Linked DNA regions of Arachis hypogaea: region 2 is linked to region 1. The links are chromatin contacts, called in public Hi-C maps. All regions are on one chromosome and are shown on one strand. Each heading gives the region's core, a stretch centred on a gene start, on an enhancer-like site or on the middle of the called end of the contact. The rest is flanking DNA. Distances are from core to core; before and after follow the strand shown.

Region 1 (7,350 bases), core at 2,393-4,892:
AACTAATTCTCTATCTATATGTACGCTCATTAACATATCAAGTAGGGGCGGAGTTAGAAATTTTTTTAGGAGAGGACAACATGAAAAATATAAATTAAAAAAAATTAAAAATTAAAAAGGAACTAAACTAAAAAATTAAAAACTTATACATACAAATTATTAATTTGGGACATTGCCCCTTCCTTATTATAATGTGGCTCTGTCACTGATGTAGAGAGTGAATATATATAAATCACTTCAGTTATATTGAGATAATAATATTAGTGAATATTAATACTAAAATTTTCTATTTACACTTTTTTATTTTATATTTATTTTCTCTTTTTTATTTATTCATTTTACAATACATTATTAGCACGAGACTCTGATCAAAATTTAGGAAGACACAAGTAATAATTTTTTTCTATATCAAAGTTCTCTCATCTTAAATTTAATGTCTTTGATATATCTGAAAATAACTACTTATCATGGATATTAGATGTCAAAATTTATCTTGATTCAATAGATCTTGGAGATACCATTAAAATTAAAAATAAAGCATTTTAGAAGGATAAAACCAAAGTCATGATCTTCTTTCATCATCATCTTAACGAAGGATTGAAAAATGAATATCTCACACTAAAATATCTTGCAGATCTGTGGAAGAACCTTGAAGAAAGGTATAATCATCAAAAGGCAGTGTGATATTTTCTCAAACCCGATATAAGTGGACACACTTGTATCTATAGTATTTTAAATCCATAAATGAATACAATTGAACAATGTTCCAAATTACCTTACGAATAAAATTATGTGGGAAAAAGATAACTGATAATGACATTAGAAAAAACTTTCTCGATCTTCATGCCTCGAATATACTTCTACAGTAGAAGTATCGAGAAAAAAATTTTAAAAATATTTTATATAATTTTTTTACTTTCTTGTTACTGAACGTAACAATGAATTGCTTTTAAGAAATCATGAAGCGCGCCCAACTGGCGTCGCTCCATTTTCTGAAGCAAATGCGACAAATTATAATCCTAAAAGAGATAAATGACAAGGTTTTGATAACAAAAAAATTATGAAAGAAAAAAAATATTTTCACAAGAAAATATGTCACCAAAAGTCGAATAAAGAAAGAAATAATAAGCAAAATAAATCAACAGAGGATAAATATTTTTATTGTGGTGAAAAAGGTCATTGGTCACGTACCTGTCGTATCCCAAAGCACTTAGTTGATCTTTATTAAGCATCCTTGAACAAATATGACAAAAAAAAGAAGATAAATTTTGTTTCAAAAGATGTTAAAAATTATACTACTTATTATGAAATATTTGATTTTTTTTAGGATCTTGAAGAAAAAATTGACCATTTAATTAATGATAGAAAAATTTAATATTTAGGTTCATTAAATACTTATGTCAATAAATAATATAAGAAACTTCTTGTTAAGTTTTTATCTTTTATATATTTAAATTTGAAGTATGATATATATAAATAATGTTTAATAAAATATTATTATTTATGTTTAAGAACTTTAAAATTACTAAATATGTCAAGTTCAATAATAATAATAATAATAATAATAATAATAATAATAATAATAATAATAAAATTTTTACTATATGATATTATCCTTTTATACGGTGCTACTTAAACAAATAATTCCATTTAAGAATATAATTTTACTGTGCATACATCTTTACTTATTTTACTCGTCTTGTAATAAAAGAAGAATGTGATAATACAATTATTAGCTCTGACAATGTGATAGAAGGTTTTGGAAGAGTTATAAATTTATTTTTTGAAGGGACAAAATTCATAATAAATAATGCACTATTATCTACTAAGTCTCTAAAGAACTTGTTGAGTTTTAAAGATATTTGCCTAAATAGATATCATATTAAAACCATGAATGAGAAAAATCATGAGTACTTATATATCACAACTCATGAATCAAATAAAAGTGTTATATTAGAAAAATTATCCTTACTTTCTTCTAGGTTAGTGCATTGAATCACATGTTCCTATAAACCATTAGTTTACTATTCCAAAGGAATTCATAATTTGGCATGATTGATTGGGACAATCCTGGAACAATTATGATGTGGAGAATTATTGAAACTCCCATGAACATTCACTAAAGAGTCAGAAAGTTCTTCAATCTAGTAAATTCTATTGTGCTGCATATTTTCAGGGAAAGTTAATTGTAAGGCCATCACCAGTAAAAATTATATTTGAGTCTCTTGAATTTATAAAAAGAATTCAAGAAGTTATATGTGGACTAATTCATCCACCATATGGATCTTTTAGATACTTTATGGTCCTAATAGATACATCCTCGAGATGGTCACACATGTGTTTATTGTCTTCTCACAACCTGGCGTTTGCGAAATTACTTGTTCAAATTATTCAATTAAAAACACATTTTCAGCAAAACTAATCAAAGTAATTTGCCTTGATAATGCTAGTAAATTCACTTCCCAAACCTTTGATGCTTATTGTATGGCTAATAATGGAATAAGTGTTCTACATTCAATAGCTCATATTCACACACAAAATGGATTAGTAGAATAACTTATTAAACGCCTCAATTAATTGCTACACCTTTACTTATGAGAGCAAATCTCCCTATTTATGTTTGGGGCATGCGATTTTATATGTCGCAACACTTATTTGTTTGAGACCAGCAAGCTACCATCAATTCTTTCTCCTACAATTAACTTTTGGCTAGCAGCCAAATATTTTTCATTTGAGAATATTTGAGTGTGAGATATATGTTAAAATTGTCTCACCTTTTCGTACTAAAATGGGACTCAAAAAAATTAGAAATTTATGTGGGATATGATTCTCCCTCTATAATATGGTATCTTGATATACAATCAAGAGATATGTTTAAAATCTGATTTGCAGATTGTCACTTTGATAAATCAATGTTTCCAGCATTGGGTGAAGAGAATAAGCCACTTGAAAAAGAACTTAATTAGAATACATAATCGTTAACGCATCTAAACTCACGATCAGGATAATATTATGAACTAGAAGTTCGAAAGTTATACATTTGCAAAGAATAGCAAATGAATTGCTTGATGCATTTTCTGACACAAAGAGGATAATCAAATTTTACATACCAACTAAAAATATTCCAATTCGAATAAATGTTCCAGTTGGACAAATGATTATTGAAACAAATATACGCCAAAAACGTGGTAGACCAATTGATTCAAAAACAAAAATTCTCAAAAAAAAAAAATAAGTATTTGATATTATCGAAACAAATGGTACTCCTATTAAAAAAGATAAAGACATAGAAAGAACACCAACAATTATCCAAGTGTTGATACTAAATGACGTTTAGGTACCTGAAATTTCTAAAAATCGTGAAAATAATGAGATCTTGATAAATTGTCTTTACAAAATAAAAATAAAATTAAAATAAAATACTTATCAATTAAATATTTGTATATAATATGATATTATATATCATGCATAAAAATAAGGATTTTGAACCAAAAACAATAAAAAGATATTGACAATAAATAATTAGCTAAAATGAAAAGATTGGCAAAAATTTCTTATTTTGTACAAAAGATTCAACAGCATTAAACAAGAAGTCCACTTTTTTTACACAGAACCTAGTAGCTAGTTGTGAACATCAGCCCAACCCAGCTAACTAGGCCTCGCCGAAGGTCCAGAAAAAAAATGGAGCTAGAAACCCAACTGCAACAACACACTTTTTCTTCTTTTTTTTTCTTCTATAAGTTTCTGATATACTTTTTCTATCAATGATAATATCTTTTTTGACGAAAGAAAAATCTTGAGATGGAAATTTCTGGTGATTTTTATTTTCTTAGTCCTGAGAAATATGTGCCCCAAATCAAAGAAATTGTTGGCGTAATGATGAAGATATAGTGTTGCCTAAATCAAACTCAGCCTCACACTAAGAGAGTTTACTATTAGAATAAAAGTTATAATATTAGTTAAGCCGTAAATTTATAATATTAGTTAAGCCTTGTATACATTCATTTTGTAAACATATATACAAGAAATTGGCTTCTAATTAGATGTTAATATTAACTAGAACCAATTGTTTATGTTCAAATATGATACATTCGGAACAGCATGGACTAAGGAATAACTTAACAAAATACGATTATTTTTCTTCAAAGTCAGTTACGAAGCTGAAAATTATATGCTGTTTTAACTGAATTATACAAGAGTTTGAAATGGATACATCATTGTAAAGTAGAACAATAAAAGGAGAAGAATATAAAATAGGAAAGAATTGATGAGCTAAGAGAAAATTGGAAAGAGAATTAATCCAGGGATAATTAGGAAAGAATTGAAAGATGAATTATAAAGAGAAAATAATATCAAAACTAATTTATTGCCTTTTTAATTTTATCATTACTATTCTATTTAGAGTAAATTCTACTATTAATGAGAATTATCTAGTTAGGTTATTGAACCCAATTTTATTCTTTACATTACTTTTTTTATTAATACCTTTGTCCTCAAAGTTGTATTAAAATGTATGACCTAATTACAATTAGTAATAATAAATCCTCAAATAATATTTTTTATCTTATTTTTATTTTACTATCTAAAATAAAAATTATCACCGGAATCCCATTGTCTTAAAAATACTAGATCCAGCATGTGTTTAGAATAATTTTCATTAGCACTTGGTCCAATTATTCCAACTTCAGAATAGGAGTTAATATCTCTCCATCATTCTCAATTTCTCATTGTTGAAGAGAAAGAACACTACTTTATTAATACTTAATAATATATTCTACTACTAATGAACATTACCTAATTGGACTATTATCTAGGAAACTAGAAGAGCTATACCTTTATCATGCTTAAGTATACTAGAATAAATTAGAAAAATGTCAGAAAACACACATTTTTTAGTTTTTATCAGTATTAGTCAATACATTGTTTCTATATTATTAGAATTATGATCTAAAATTTTAAGTTTTAGTATAAAAGTATTTTTGTTGATCAAATATTGATCAAAAATAAAAATTTTATCGATTATGTAATATTATTTATAAAAATGTTATAATTATTGTTATTGAATTTACTAATAAGTTCGGCCAAATTTACTCAATTGGTTGACTCTTGACTAGCTATATCGTGATTTCTTTTGTTTAAATCTCGTATAATAATAATTGATTTTACTTGTATACATATTAACCCACACTACTAAAAAAAATTATTTTTAGTGATAATTTATTTTATTTTATTTTATATATATATATATTTTTAATTTGAGAGTTGGAGATAGCTGTTGAGGGAAGGACTATTACTTAATTGAGGCAAGTTAAAGGACTCAGCCACAGTGGGCTCATCTTGAACCCCTGTCAAGTAAAATAAACGACAACTTTGCTCTTGGTATTTATAGAGCAAAGTAACCATTTACCTCTTGAAAACCAATAAACATCATGAGTACTATATAAAAAAATTATTTTTAATGGAGATTACAAATAAAAAAAGATTGGTGAAAATTTTTTTAATTTAAAATAACCAATGTACAAATTAAATTAAAATAAAAAGAGATTAGTTGTTGTTAATCAAAATTTATTATAAAATAAGATTTATTGAATTTTTTATTTAAGGCAAGTGACAAATATAAATAAAGAGAAAGACAAACATCAACATTTTGAAGATATAATAAAATAACTATTTTCTTAAAGATAATTAAAAAAATAAATTTAGACACTGAAACTTATATTTTGACATCATATATTGTAATGTTTACCTCTTATTCTAATGTTTAGATTACCAAGGAGAGTTGATTTTTAAGAATTTTTTTATTTTATCAATTTTAGGATTATAATTCCTCTAACTTTTTTTAGGATTCTAAAATTTTATATTTAGTCATTCAGTTCGACCCCAATATATGCATTATTTTTACTCTAGATTTTAATTTTAGCACATGCATTTTACTTTACCATAATATCTCTTTAGGTTTTAATATGCTATTTTAATTATCTTATCACCAAATATGAATAAATATAAAAAAAATAAACATTACGTTAAAAGATTAAGTCTATTAACTAAAAAATGTAATGAATATATAACTTTATTCAACTCTAATATCAAATACTTATATATTTTTTAAAAGTAAATAATATTTCACTTTGTATTAATAATTTTCAATCTGATTACAAATTCAATTTTCTATGAGATTAAATGATTTTTTTATGATCTAAATGGTGACTAGTTGAACTAAAAATTCCAAAATATTTTGCTCCTCAAAAAATCATAAGTATTGCCTCACTAACATCCACATTATCCGCAATGCCTTGCAGATAAGGCTGAGCTTAGATTTGTTGAAATATCACACTAAGTGACAACAAAATCAAAAATCAATAACGTTTTATATTTAATCAAAATATTTAACTATGTTGTAATAATTTTTTAAATTACACGCCTTTTTTTTCTCTTTTTCCTTTTACGTTTTTTTTTTTCTAAATTCACGCATACAAATTTTTTTTCCCCCTCATCCTTCTTCTCTTTCTTTTTCTTTTAAATTTGCACCCTCCAATGTTGTGTCTTCATCTTTTTATTTTCTTATTATCATTATCACCAATAACACCAATATTTTGCAAACATTTTTATTAGTTATGATTTTCTTTGCTACTATTATTAAATAATTTTGATTCATTTTTTAATTTATTTCGGTTCATTTGTGTGTTAATTAAGGTTCCCTTGATATGCTGATAAGTATTGACCAAATTTTTTATTCCTTAAATAATTTCAGTTTATTTCTTAGTTTAGTTAAGGTTCATTTGGATCCAGAAATGAATTCGATGTATTTTTGTTATTGATTGAATCTTTTTTACTATTTGTTTAAATCTGAACTAATTTTGGTTTATTTATGTACTAACTGATGTTCACTTGATGCTGCTGATAAGTATTGACCAAATATTTTATTTCTAATAATTTCAGTTCATTTAGTTTAATTGAGGTTCATTTGGATCCAAAAATGAATTTGATGTGTTTTTGTTGATGATTGAATTTTTTTAACTACTTGTTTAAATTTGAGCTAATTGAATGGAATAGAGTGGATCTAATATAATTAAAAAAGTGATAATGAATAATTTCATTCTTCTTTACTAAAATATTTGGTCAATATTTATAAGCAGCATAAGTGAACCTCAATTAACACAAACACATTGATTCATTTTTGGATCCAAATGAACTTCAAATAAATTAAGAAATGAACCGACATTATTTAAGGAATAAAAAATTTGGTTAATACTTATCAGTAGCATCAGGTGAATCTCAATTAATACACAAATAAAGCAAAATTAATTAACAAATAAATCGAAATAAACTAAAAATAAACTAAAATTATTT
Region 2 (6,745 bases), core at 2,178-4,677, 320 kb before region 1:
GTAGAAAAGGATCAATTCCATCCTAAAGAAGAAAAATATCATTGGCCCTGAAGTACCATTTCTTAGTGCTATAGATTAACTATGAATTGACTATGAATTGATGCCTTAATTTATGCAGAGTATTTTACCCAAATATTACTATAAAACAAAATATCTATATTATTAATATTATATGTTATATAATTATAAATTTTAAATATTATAAAATAAAAAATAATTTAATTTATTTTACAATAATATTTATTTTAAATTTTTTTGAATTATAAACTATTTTAATATTTTTATTATTTGTGTAATACATTATAAGTACTATTTATCTTCTAATTTATTTAAGTTACAACTATGTATGAATGAAGTATTTTGTAAATAAATAACAAAATTAATATTTACCTACATTTAAGAGTATATTCAAGAGTAAAACATATTAATAAATTATTTCAGACTTAAAATTACATTAATGTCCTATTTTAATTTTTGTTACAAACATGTTTTAAATGATTTTATGTAAATCGAATTAATTAGATTTGATTACACTCTTTTAATATAAATCGAATAAATTATATTCGATTTACTACTAATACAATATACATATGTAAATCGAATTTTACTATAGTAAATAGAATCAATTGGATTTGATTTACTATATATGCTATATCAATAATAAATCAAATTAACTTTATTCGATTTACTAATGAACATCACATATATAGTAATCGAATCAGCATAATTGGATTTACTACTTGTAACAGAATATTGACATTTATTACTTTTAAGTTAATTAAGTATAAAATTTATGCCTTTGATGACATTACTTCTAATTTAAACTTAGTTTTACAAATCATACTCTATTTCACAAATTAAATAATAATTTAATTAATATAGTATTTTAACTATTTCTCAAATTATATATTGTATAAATATAGTTAGTCATTTTATAATGTATAACTATATGTTACTTTTGACTATGAAAAAAATATCAAATTTTGACTACTATGCCACCTTGTGAGGGGCTATACTTTATTTTAACTTTTTTAACATCAAAAGTTCTAATAATGATTCTTTAAATATTAATGAGTCAAAGAATAATTTTTAATGAATTTTTAGAAATCGTTTATTGTTCTATTTTAAATTCATAAGTTTATAAAAAGGTAGATTTTCTGAAATTTGAACTAAAACACAAAAGTGAATTTTTATTCTTATTTGTTTTGATTTTTTGATATTTTATTTGAATCTAAATGATGGATATTTTTTTATTGACATTTATGTTTTAAAGTTAATATAGAATAAATAAATAATGTCAATAATCTGTTACAAGTAGTAAATCGAATCAAGCTGATTCAATTTGTTATATATGTGCTGTTCAATAATAAATTTATTATTGTTACAACATATACATGCTAAATCATATCCAATTGATTCGATTTACATAGAATCATTTAGAACATATTTTTGTAAGAAAATCAAAACAAGACATTGGCGTAATTTTAAATCTGAAATAGTTTATTGTATTTTATCTAAGTAAATGTACTTTTCAATTAAATTATTTTTATTTTTACTTTAAAAATATTTATTACATTTTTTTTATTTTTATCTTATTTGTTAAGTAAACATTTTCTAAAATTTAAACTGAAAATTTTATTAAATATTGTTTCTTGATATGAATTTATTGATTAACAGTATATATAATTGGTAATTCAATGACAAATAATATATATAGAACTGTCACCAAAAAAAAAATAATATATATAGAACTTAGATTATAAGGATGATCAAGGAATAGTTAGAATTATTTTGAATGTTACACTATTTTAATTTGTTTATCATTTGTGTAATGTATGATTAGTATATATATACCAGTTATTTACAAATTAATTGAAGCTATAACTATATTTGAATTAAATATTTTTTAAGTAAATGAAAATATGATATTTATCTGTATTTAAGATTTTGTCAACAAAAATTTAAATTAATTATTTCTTTTTTTTTTTGATTCCATAGGAACAAAATAACAAAACTTGTCAATTTTTATTTCACTATTATAATACTTTTAACTCATACTTTAAAAGTATTTATAGTCATATATTTAATTATTTTTTAACATGTAATTTTTTTTAGTTATTTTTTTATTATTTTTATTTTTATCTCATTTGGTATCCAAATTTGTTATGAAATTATTAGAATATTTAATATTAAAAGTTTAAACCTGAAAAATTACGCAAATTATGTAAATTAAGGAAAGCATTGTTTAGCCTCACTCTGACATAGCAAACTTACCATCTTCTCCTATGTCATTACTGACTTTAAAGTTATACTCTTGAAAATTTCCAACAGATCTTATTCTCACGGTTAGCTACATATCTTCTTCTACTTGTCAACTTATCCTTTAAACACGTCATTTAGCCATCTTAGCCACTAAATATATTCATCCACCACAGACGTCACCTTAAATTTTACCTTCTTTTATTTAATTACTTCTGTTTCTATTAATATGAGTTTTTTTGTTTTTCTCCTTTTTATATTATTTTTTGTTTTAACTTATATGTTTTTCTTTTAGGTTTGTCTTCAAAAATTCAGGTATATCATTCGCTGGATTGCTGTTGATGATTATAAGAGGGAAGAAGTAGAACTGGTTAGAATGAACAAAGATGTTATAGAATATAGATGCTTTTTAAATTTTGTTTTTTTGTCTAATTAGTTATTGTTGTTTTTCGGTCCATATATATATATATATATATATATATATATATATATATATATATATATATATATATATTGTAGTTTATTTAAAAAAAGATAGATTATCGTGTGTTATATTTTATTTTATTAAGTAATGTGATTGTTATTATATAGTTATATTTATTTTCAATTTATCAGTGGATATTTAAATAAGAAAATAGAGAAGGCATATAAAAAAAATATACCATAAATTTTTAATCTTTTAAACAATCAAACAACTCTATTCTAAAAAAAATAATATTTTTATCTTTTTGAAATTAATTAAAAAATATTTTATTCTTTTTAAAATTAATTATAAAAAGATATTTTTGTCTTTTTAATTTATTTTTATTTTTATTTTTTTAGTTTCCCACAATATTCCTCAACCTAATCGGTCAATAACTAATTTATTACGGTATTAAATTTCATTTAAGAAGTTTATTGCTGCCAACAAATTACTGCATGAAGCGTGATAATATTAAATATTTCCAGGTTGTCCAGTTGTCCTATGTTTTGTCAATTTGTGTATCTACGACTCAAAGCGTTGAACTCGGCACACGTATGGAGCCATTGCAGTGAGTGGACCTCATTTTTTGAACTAGAATCATTGGGCCTTTGATTTTTTTATATAGTGAAATGGGCCATGGAGATCTGAATATGTAGTGACATGCAATGGGTTATTTACTGTTTAACAAGTATATTAAGTTTTGATGGTTCATTGGGTAGTAATAGGTATTCTCTAGAAATTATTGCTGGTAGTGAGATTATGCCATGGTTAGTCTCACCGAAAATGATTTGGAAGGCGTGGTAGTTTGAAATTGAAGGAGAAGATTGTATAGTAGATATGTGAGGTGGAGTCATGGCGGGTATAGTGTTCCCCCATGTAGTTTGAAATTGAAAGAGAGGCATGGGCGGCACAGTATCCCCCATAAATGGATGATTCAGTTAAGTTCTCATTTGAGAAATGAGCAAGAATCAAATAATAATGGAGTTAAATTCGTTACTGTGTATGCTTTACTTTGTTGGTTATTTTAGTCAAGTCAGGGAACATGGGTGATCATTGTTGAACATCAAATGGTAGCTGGGCCAGAGTATATTTAAGTATTGATTTAGTTGTTAATTTTAGTTGGGTGCAAAGGTGCAGATAATGATAAAACTAAAACGATAATTTTGTATTAAATAGGTGATGAAGTAATAGAATAAAGCAGACACCATACACGAATAACAAGTTTGGGAGGAGACAATAATAATGATCTTATCATTTTATCACATGTTGTGGCATTAGCCTAACATGTATGTCGAATATCACTTTTATATGCTAATCGGTTTCAAGTCAAAATATCCTATTAGTAAACTCTTCACTTAATTGTACTGAAAAAAATTTATATGCAGCTCTTCCAATTTCTTTAGAACCTATTGTTCCTATATTGTTCAGTATGGCATTTTTTAGTGCATTTAGAGGATCAACATGCAAATAAGCAATATCATAATCGAATTACCCTCAAATATTACACCTTTTCACAATTTTTTATTGTTCTATTGAGATAAATTACTACAAAAAGAACTGATTATTATCCATGTGCATGTAAAGAAGAAGCATAAAGACTTAGAGTAAAAAGATGGATGTAGTGTAATTAATGATAAAGCTAGCAAGTTCTTTATATAGAGAGTAATTTTTTTGATATAGTCATCTTGGATGCAGAGACACCTAATTAATTAGATATGTATCTCGAATACTGTGACCACATTTTGTGTCTCTAACTATATTTCAGGTACTGTGACCCTGTTTACGTGTCTAAATATATCTTGGTTATTGTGACCCTATTCAAAATACGATTATATATTGGATACCGAGTACCTGTTTTTAGTTATGCGTCACATCCCGACTGCATCCAGGATATATTCAACTTTGATAGTCTCATATCCTGGGTATTCAGTCATGGGGATATGAGTTTAATAAAATTTGGATCATAGCACCTGAGATATGACATGTGTATATCAATAAATACACCGTAGTTTATATATTTTGGTAAATAATATATTTATTTATTTTAAATAAAAAATCTTATAAACTTGTTAACCCTCCTAATAAAGAGTTTGATAACCCATGTATCATCTATAAAGTTGTATAATTTGTCCCCCTTAAAAGATACAATTTAAGCCTATCGCAGGCAAAATCATTCTTGCGCAGAAGCACGATGTCCTTAGGATTTGTCACGCGTCCTTCTACATGGCAGGGACGGACTTAGGGGTGCAAGTAGAGGCCTTGGCCCCTCCCCCATATTCTTTAAATAAATAATAATAAGTTATTAAGTATATAAAATTATTATATATTATATAATGTTACTTTTTGTTTGAAAAATATATTTAGTATTTAGTCTAATATAAATAAGAGTCCAGTCCAAATATTAATGATCTTTAATATCTAAAAAGTAAGTAAAATAATGGAATGATTTTATCCAAATGAGTTCAATAACCAAAAGAAATTTGACACTAGAATGCAAGCTCAATATTATAAATTTGATTGTTTCTAATCATGTTGAATTAAGTAACTTGTGCATTTTTGAGTTATGTTAAGGATTAATAAAGATAGGAAAGTCTTTAATGTATTATTTGATTGATAATTTGATTAACTTAGTATTAACTCTTTCTGTTTTAACTGCTACAATTGATAGATCTCTTTTAGCTATGAATATTGTAAAGAATGGACTCGAAAACAAAATGAAAGATGAATTTCTTGTTAATTGTCTTTTGATTTACATTGGAAAGAAAATTATTGAAAGATTTATTACAAATTCTATTATCAATAAATTTTATAATATGAAGAATCGACGTGCACCATTTCATTGGTAAAAAATAGGGTAAATGACATAAACAATTCAAATGGCATTCAATATTACATGATAGTCCTAAAGACAAAAACGTTACATGCATGTCTAATTTTGAAAATGTAACTATATAAATCTAAACTAATCAATTCAATTTACATTTTCTCTATATAAATCAAATCAATTGGATTCGATTTAGCTAGAGAAGTGGTAAATCAAAATAGATAGATTCAATTTACTAAAAGAGGAACTTTCAGGATGTAAATTGAAGTAGCTAGTTTCGATTTACTACATTTGATACACCAGTAGGTAAATCAAAGCTTAACGTATACAAATTTGTAGGACTCGCAATGGCTAATGAAAATAGTGTTTTAGTTTTTGTTCACTATAGAGGGACGATTAAGAAAAAATGCGAGAGAATAAAATTTACTAATAAGGATCAGTTGAATGTTTTTATTCCGAAAACTAGGATTGCATGGCATGAAATAGGTGGAGAAGTTATTTTATAGGTGATAGACAGTGACGAAGATTTGCAAGTTTTGTTTCACTATTGTTGTCAGTTTCTTGAAGTGAGAATCCATGAGCTATTGTCTAAGTTTGGAGCTGTGCTTCAGAAGGATCGAATCCTAATCGTCAATCTTTAGTAATGCTAGGAGCCTCTAGTTTAATGCGTGTTGGTACCTCTTTGTCTGTGCCTGTCATTGCACTTGAGGCAGTTTTGGTGGCATCACATCCTTCGCAGCTGTCTTAACCGTGATGCTGATGGACAAATAGGTGATAATCGACCTTTTGGTCAACTTGCTATTGCAATGGCCGGTACTCCTGTTGGTGGAGAACCAGATGCTGTCAAATATGTACTACGAGATGATGATGATGATGATGATGATGATGATGATGTATAACCTGCCATAATTGATGAAGATAGCGATGATGATCTAGAGGGAAGTATTCTAGTTAGGTGTGGTAGAGCATCTAGTTCGGAAACTCAACAATACCCCCACATTTTTTAACTTTAGACTTGGAGGCCATGACATAACAGGGGATTATCGAATGTAACATCTAGATTTGAGGCCAGAGTTATAGGATACAACAGGTCTTAAGCGTAAAGACTTATAGCATCCACTGTGAGATTGAGTACAGAGTGCTAGAATCTGATCATATCAAGTACCATTGAAAGTGTAAGGAGTTTGAAAACGGCTACA

Evidence for each region. A called contact is a pair of places that touch in the nucleus more often than the background predicts.
Region 2: a Hi-C map of leaf shows a contact between it and region 1, with 2.0 times the contacts expected there. The contact joins two enhancer-like sites. A contact is called at or near these places in 2 of 8 Hi-C or Micro-C datasets (both in leaf).

Annotation. Positions count from the first base shown.
Region 1 is chr3:38,252,938-38,260,287 of arahy.Tifrunner.gnm2.J5K5, reverse strand. No RefSeq gene overlaps it. Among protein-coding and RNA genes, the nearest start is that of LOC112793425, 38 kb to the left of the region's middle. Within about 2 kb of position 3,642, at least 1 of the 3 cell types and tissues checked has open chromatin away from gene starts, as enhancers often do.
Region 2 is chr3:38,570,828-38,577,572 of arahy.Tifrunner.gnm2.J5K5, reverse strand. No RefSeq gene overlaps it. Among protein-coding and RNA genes, the nearest start is that of LOC112770296, 36 kb to the left of the region's middle. Within about 2 kb of position 3,427, at least 3 of the 3 cell types and tissues checked have open chromatin away from gene starts, as enhancers often do.